2 separate regions of the Ovis aries genome follow, and region 1 is linked to region 2. The links are chromatin contacts, called in public Hi-C maps. All regions are on one chromosome and are shown on one strand. Each heading gives the region's core, a stretch centred on a gene start, on an enhancer-like site or on the middle of the called end of the contact. The rest is flanking DNA. Distances are from core to core; before and after follow the strand shown. Region 1 overlaps OTOG (otogelin). Region 2 holds the start of MYOD1 (myogenic differentiation 1).

Region 1 (3,615 bases), core at 71-2,570, 100 kb before region 2:
GGGGGAGGGAAAGAGGGCGGAAGAAGGGAAAGGGGGAAGGGAAGAAAGGGAGGGAGGGGGTGGTTCGGTTACTTGCACAAGGCTCTGCAGTTGGGACTGTAACTCCCCCCATTGCCAGCCCCCAGGCAGAGGTGGTGTGTGCGGAGGGGTGGCCACGGGTGGGCCGAGGGGAGGTGGCTCAGGCTTGGAGGAGCAGGGCCCAGTCCTGGGTCGCTGAGACTGCAGACGGTGCCTGGGTGTCTGCCCCACCCCCGCCCATCTGGATCCCTCTCGGCCAACTTTAACCCCCACCCCGTGGCTCTTTGCAGACCCAGATGTGGTGTCCCTGGAGGCAGCAGACAGACCTAACTTCTTCCTCCACGTCACAGCCAATGGATCTCTGGAACTGGCTAAGTGGCAGGCCGGCGATGCCTTCCGCCACCATGCCTCCTTCTCGCTGCACCAGGGGACGTGGCAGGCAGGCCTGGTGGCCCTGGAGTCCCTGGCAGAGCCCGGGGCCTTCCTTTGCGTGTCGGGCCCAGTGCTGGCCCTGCGGCCGTACGAGCACACGGAGGCCTTCCGCCGGGGCATGCTATTCCGCCTTCTGGGTAGGTGTCTACCCTGCCTCACCCTCCCTGCCCTCTCCCCACCTCACCCTTCCCATTGCCCCTGAGAGACAAGACCCTCACTCTCCTGTTGCAGGGAGGCCACAGGGTGCCACCTCTGAGATGGGAGGGGGCCTGGCCTCTGTGTTGGTGGCCCAGGGAGCCTTGGGCAGTGCAGCTTGGTGCCCAGCCAGCCTCCTGGGTCTGCCTACTCCCACAGGCCATTTACATGGTCTAAAAATAGGGCGGCCTTTGTGGAAGCGAGGAGGAAAGTGATCATCCTGGCCACAGCTTGCGTAGCCTGCTGGCTCAGGTTTCCTGCTGATGGGGGCACATGCCTGCCCTGTGAGCTCAAAGACTGCCCACTGGGGCACAGACAAGGAGCCCGCAGACCCCTCATCCCGCTGAGAGGCCCCGGACCCTGGATGGTAATGGGGCAGCTTCGTGCCCTTTCTAGCCGAGACCAATGGCTTCCAAGGCTTTGCCATACCCCTGCCAGGTGGGTCTGCCCCCAGGGTAGTTGTTCTCTGCCTACACCATGGCGACAGTGATTATAGTGTCCTTACCACTCCAGGCTGGCCTGTCTTGTATGTGGACATGCATGTTTGTGCTTGTGTGGGCGCCAGTGCTGTATGAATTGATGCGTTTCCATGCACACGCATGTAAAAGTGTCCCCAGTCAGCCTTTCCTTTACCATCCCCTGCCCCTCCCAGCCCAGGGCAGGGCCAGCTCATTCTTGTACTCAGCGGTCACCTGTCAAGTCCACTAGGGACCCCACCCAGCATGGATTCATCACTGGCTATGATGCCTGGACTGTGTCCCTTGCTGGAAGTCACCAGGGCAGAGTGAAAAAAGCCCAGGCTATGACACCAGACAGCCTTGGGTTTGAATCCTGACCCCGGTCCTTGGCACTTGGAAGAGCCCCGGAACCCCTCTCCCTGTTTCTTCACCTGTACAGTGGGGACATTTGCCTCAGAAGGCTGTTGTGAGGATTGACTGTCTCCTGGGCTTTGCTCTGGGCCTGGCTCACAGAAGGTGCTCCTCAGATGTAAATTCCTAGTTCTGGTCTCAGGGATCTTAGAAAAGCAGGCTTCTTTACAGTCAGCAGCAGTGTTGGGGACTGGGGAGTCAGGATGGGGCTGTTCCCTGCAGCCTGGGGAGCTTGCCCACACGTCCCAGCTCAGGCCACGGTTTCAGAGACTGGTCACTTGTGCCAGTGTGGTCTGGGGTCTTGTGGCTCAGACAGTGAAGAATCTGCCTGCAGTGCAGGAGACCTGGGTTCGATCCCTGGGTCAGGAAGATCCCCTGGAGAAGGGAATGGCAACCCACTCCAGTATTCTTGCTTGAAGAATCCCATGGACAGAGGAGTCTGTTGGGCTACAGTCCATGGAGTCTCAAAGAGTTGGACACAACTGAGTGACTAATATACTACCTCGAAACCCCCCATGGTCTCCAGACTTTCCCTGAAGATCCTTCATTTGTCAAGGCACTGGCTACAAGGCCTTTTTGGAGGAAATCACTTCTGGGAAAGTTTAATATTCCCAGCATCTTCTGTGCTGTTTCCTCATCTTTAAAATAGTGCTACCTGTGAGGATGAGTGAGTAAATACCTGTGAAATGTTGAGGGTAGTGCTTGCTGTTAAGAGTTGGCTGTTGTTATCATTAGCCACCAAGGTCAGAGGGGGCAATTCTGGCCAGCAGGGTCTCAGAGGAGCAGGGTGACAGGGCAGCCTCACGGAAAGGTCAGGGGTCCCAGCCTCTTTGGCCACTTCTCAAAGTCCAGCCCCAACTGCCTGCTCCATAGTCTCACCCTGCTGAGACTTCAGCCCCCACAAAACCAAGGTCCCAGGGTCCCAACCCAAGGATCCCCCAGACACTGACCTCAACTCTCAAGAATACAGTGTCTCCTTAGGTTGGCTTTTCATTTTATTTTAAAATTTCTTTTCAGTCTTCAGTTTTTTTCCATGAGTCCATTCATCTCTTCTCTGGGGCAGGGTGGGCATGGGCTGAGCTGGGATGGCCTCTGTGCTCGGGTACCTGGTCAGGAGTTGGTGCCTGATGTCGCTCAGTCTCGGGGCCCTGGGTTTGGGTGCCTTTCCAGATGCCAAGCCCTCGGGGGCTGCCTACCCCACTTGTGAGTGGCACTATGATGCCTGTGCCAGCCCCTGCTTCCAAACCTGCCGGGACCCACGGGCAGCCGGCTGCCGGGATGTGCCCAGGTGAGGGGTCGTGGGATTCAAGGTGCGTACATCAGTGTTTGAGCATTCATCTGTGTGAGTGGGTTTGTATGCCGTCCGTGAGTTTAGGCACGAGCTTGTACTGACGTGTGTGTGTTTACAGATGTACTTATATATATATGTTTTGTTTACTGGGTACAGGGATGCGTGTGACCCAGGGTGAACCTGACTGATATGGGCATATGTGAATATGGATTTGTGCATGTGTGCATATAGCTGAGCCCTGTGTGTGTTCATGTGGGTGTAAAGGGTGGCTGTGGGTGCACAGGTGTACACAGCTGTGTGTATGTACTTGTATATGAGCTGCAAGTACATGGGTGTTGGTGTAGCTGGGTGTGTGTGCATGAGAGTGTGTACACTGATGTTTTGGCAGACTGTGGACATATAAGTGTCTGTGTGAATGTTTTTGAGTCCTGCAGGTGTGGAGAAGAAACATGAAAATGTGCCTAAATGGAGACACATGTGCCATGTGTGAGTGTGGGCACCAGGTGTGCATAACCAGCCCTTGTGCTCCAGACCATTAACTAGCGCCCTGCTCTGTCCTCAGGGTGGAGGGCTGTGTGCCCGCGTGTGCCACCCCCAAGGTCCTGGATGAAGTCACACAGAGATGCGTCCACTTGGAGGACTGTGAGTGGCCTGGACTTCTCACCCCTCCTCCAAAGTCTTGTAAATCCCCCAATCTCACTGACCAGTCATGCTCACCAGAGCCCCCTGGTCCCTGGAGAAGCAAAGTCAGCAGAGGGGCCTCTGGAAGGTGACGATCCTCTAGAGCGGGCAGGGACTCATCCAGTCCAT
Region 2 (3,827 bases), core at 1,253-3,752:
TGGTCTCCCTGCTGCGCCTTTGCCCTCCATAGCCAGCTTGCTCCTGTTAAAATGTAAGTCAGATGGTAATTCTTTGCTGCTCAACCTTTCTGGTGACTTTCCATCTCAGAATACAAATCCTTTGCTCCCTCTCTGACCCCATATCTTACCACTCTCACATTTTCTCACTCTGCTTCAGATATACCAGCCTCCTTCATGTACTTTAAAGCTGATGAACAGTCCTTTCCCAGGACCGTTGCACATGCTCTTCCTTCTATCTGACTCCAGATAGCTGCTTCTGCCCTCCCTTCATTCTGGTCTCTGCTCAAATGGAATCAAGCTAGAGAGGTCTTCCCGGACCACTCCACATAATGAAATAATTTCCATCACTTTTTTCCCTGTCTTGCTTTATTTTCCTTCATTGAACTTATAACCTCCTGACATCATACATTTCCTTGCTTATTTGTTTATTATCTGCCAACTAACCCTACAGTGTGAGCACCATGAGAGCAGAGCCTTGATTTTGTTCATTGCTGTATCCCCAACACCTAGACCAGTATTTGGTACACAGTGGACACTCCATGAGGTGTGCTGAATGAATAAATGAAGATGGTGCTATGGAGTGAGAGGAGGTGAGCACTTCCTAAAGGGGGACCTTCGGCACTACTAGTGCCAGAGGTGTAGAAGTGGCAGAGAAGTAAAGAAGATAGGGCTCGAGAAGAGAAGAGAAGGACTAAATTCTCAGAGCACAGAGGGACAGTGGACAGCTTCCAGAAGTTAGTGGGAAAGGAACAAGGATCACTCTTGCTTATATCTTTGGGCTCCAGGGGGAGAGACCCAGTAGAGGTGTCTGGTCCAAGAGATCTCTAGCCCAGGTGTGGAGAGGAAGGTGTGGACTGAAGTTCCAGGAAGAGGCTGAGCCACCCTACAGGACTGGAGAGGGAGCCCACCCCAGAGCTTGTGAGAGAGCCAGAGTTCCAGAGTTCCAGGCTGCCTCTTCCTTCTATTACTAGTCTCTCCCGTGGTCCTGCCAAGAAGGCAATGGCACCCCACTCCAATACTCTTGCCTGGAAAATCCCATGGACAGAGGAGCCTGGTGGGCTGCAATCCATGGGGTCGCTAAGAGTTGGCACGACTGAGCGACTTCACTTTCACTTTTCACTTTCATACATTGGAGAAGGAAATGGCAACCCACTCCAGTGTTCTTGCCTGGAGAATCCCAGGGACGGGGGAGCCTGGTGGGCTGTCGTCTCTGGGGTCGCACAGAGTCAGACACGACTGAAGCAACTTAGCAGCAGCAGTAGCAGTCCGTGGTCCTGGCTGGGGAGAAATGCCCTGAGACCTTCACAGGAGCCTAGCCCTAAGACTACCTTGGCCTCCATAGGAGCTCAGTGCCCCAGCTGACAGCGGAGAGGGCTATAAGAAGCACAACTTCCAGCTGTCCAGCTGGTGTCAACGACAGAAGCAAGCCCTCTTGTTAGTATATCCTTGCACCTCGGACTGAGGGCTTCCACATCTTCGCTCTCTTTAGATTCTCACCGCCCCCCCCCCCCTCAACCCTGCAATCACTCTGAGAGATCGCTATTAATATCCTCAGATTTACAAAGTGGGGAAACTGAGGTTCAGAAGGAGATGTGACTTCCACAAAATCACACAGGGAACTGTGGGGTTCTGCTCATTGGTCTGCAAACTCCGCTCTCAAAGACTCCACCCTGAAGTCAGGTTCTCAGGTGGTCTCGGCGTTCTAAGCCTTTGTGCAATGAACTTTCCCTTTTTTCCCCAGCAGAAGAGACATCGCGGCTGAGACCCGCACTGGACATCTCCCTGCGGAAACGCGCAGGTTGAATTGGGCAGAAGTTTGTCTCCTTCCCTTCAGACTGGGACAGGCCCTGAGTTTGGAGAGATTGGCACGAAGCTTTGGCAGCGATCATCGACTCCTGTGTAGATGCGGCTGGGTTTCCAAGCGAGCAGAGAAAATGGGCCCGCGACCCTCTGAGTGATTCCCTTGGCAGGAGCTGGCCAAGTGGTACGACGGCAACGTTCAGTCTCAGGTTCCCCCACTTGGACTGAGTCTCATTTCTCGTTGCTCATCTTCCTGCCTCTGACTCTAGCTTTCTGCTCTCTTAATGTCTCTCAATGCCTCTTGGGTTTACCCCCTCACCGTCTCACTAACTTAGCTTTGAGTGTACCTCTGCCTTATCGCAGTGTGTCTCTTTCCAAATCTCTCCCGATCTGATTTCTACCCCTATCCTGCTCCTGGGTCCCCACAAATCAGTGGACCAAGGGGACCCCAAAGTCAGCCCAAAGGTAAGCGCGCGTTGCCAGCGTTTCCCGCGGAAACACGAGGAGTCCAGGGCTGGAGAAATTTGGAAAGAGTGTGCCCGGGAGCCAAGTGCAGTTGCGTTGGGCTGCCAGCCTCTGCCTTCCTCCCCGCCTGGGGAGGGGCCCGAGCGCTCGCGCGCGGGTGTCAAGGGGTAGGGGGCTGGCCAGTCTCTGGCCCCAGCTGCCACCCTGGGGATCCCAAGCTCCTCCCTGCTCTGTTCCTATTGGCCTCGGGCGCCCCCGCCCCTAGCCGCTAGCTGGGGCTCGGGGGCCCTTAGGCTACTACGGGATAAATAGCCCTGGGAGCCTGGTGTGAAGGTAGGGGTGGGGAGGCCTCAGGGCGCTGCCGCGGCTCTCCTCGCCGTCCGTCCCTCAGGCGGGACAGGACCGGGGAGGGTGAGGAACAGCTGGTTATACATTCAGACCCTCAGTGCTTTGCTCTCTCATTGCCGGGGCTCCAGAACCGCAGTAAGTTTCTGGCAACCCCTGCCGCTGCCGCTGAGGCTGGGCAAAGCCAGGACCGCGCCGCCCCACGCCGGGATATGGAGCTGCTGTCGCCGCCGCTCCGCGACGTAGACTTGACGGGCCCCGACGGCTCTCTCTGCAACTTTGCAACAGCGGATGACTTCTATGATGACCCGTGTTTCGACTCCCCGGATCTGCGCTTCTTCGAGGACCTGGATCCGCGCCTCGTGCACGTGGGCGCGCTCCTGAAGCCGGAGGAACACTCGCACTTCCCTGCAGCGGCGCACCCGGCCCCGGGCGCGCGCGAGGACGAACATGTGCGCGCGCCCAGCGGGCACCACCAGGCGGGCCGCTGTTTACTGTGGGCCTGCAAGGCGTGCAAACGCAAGACGACTAACGCCGACCGCCGCAAGGCTGCTACCATGCGCGAGCGGCGCCGCTTGAGCAAAGTCAACGAGGCCTTCGAGACGCTCAAACGCTGCACGTCTAGCAACCCAAACCAGCGGCTGCCCAAGGTGGAGATCCTGCGCAACGCAATCCGCTATATCGAAGGCCTGCAGGCGCTGCTTCGCGACCAGGACGCCGCGCCTCCCGGCGCTGCCGCTGCCTTTTACGCGCCTGGCCCGTTGCCCCCCGGCCGCAGCGGCGAACACTACAGCGGCGACTCGGACGCTTCCAGTCCGCGCTCCAACTGTTCCGACGGCATGGTAAGGCCAGGACCCTGGGCTAGAGAAGTGCGGGCAGCTCTTGGTATATCAGGAATGTGTTTACGAGAGGGCAAGGAGCTGGCCATCTGGTAGGGAGGGTTGGGCGGGGAACCTTCCAGGGAGTGGACCCCTGGTGGAGTCCACTGCCACCCCAAGCAGCTGTCACTGGGATGGCCTAGGGCTTTGGGGACGCACAGGAAGAATACGATCCACCCGATTGGGGGCACTGTTAGAACACTGCTGCGCCGACACGAAAATCTGCTTTTTCTCCTCTAATCCCTGTTGCCGAAATGCAGATTTGTGCTCCTGGGTGACTGTCTGCCCTCTGTTTGGCCCGGCATGCTGCAGACAGCT

The links. Hi-C and Micro-C count contacts between places; a contact is called where the count stands out from the background.
Region 1: a Hi-C map of muscle shows a contact between it and region 2, with 5 times the contacts expected there. The contact joins the enhancer-like site here to the promoter of MYOD1 in region 2. A contact is called at or near these places in 3 of 16 Hi-C or Micro-C datasets (hypothalamus, muscle and tail adipose tissue).

What each region holds. Positions count from the first base shown.
Region 1 is chr15:34,658,921-34,662,535 of ARS-UI_Ramb_v3.0, reverse strand. OTOG (otogelin) reads left to right here. Exons shown (of 56, transcript XM_027979353.3): 33 at 309-587; 34 at 2,685-2,802; 35 at 3,368-3,447. Among named protein-coding and RNA genes, the nearest start is that of OTOG, 51 kb to the left of the region's middle. Within about 2 kb of position 1,320, at least 1 of the 54 cell types and tissues checked has an H3K27ac peak or open chromatin away from gene starts, as enhancers often do. A contact at or near this core is called in muscle, where this site is marked.
Region 2 is chr15:34,554,914-34,558,740 of ARS-UI_Ramb_v3.0, reverse strand. MYOD1 (myogenic differentiation 1) reads left to right here and starts at 2,502. Exons shown (of 3, transcript NM_001009390.1): 1 at 2,502-3,473. The coding sequence starts at 2,844.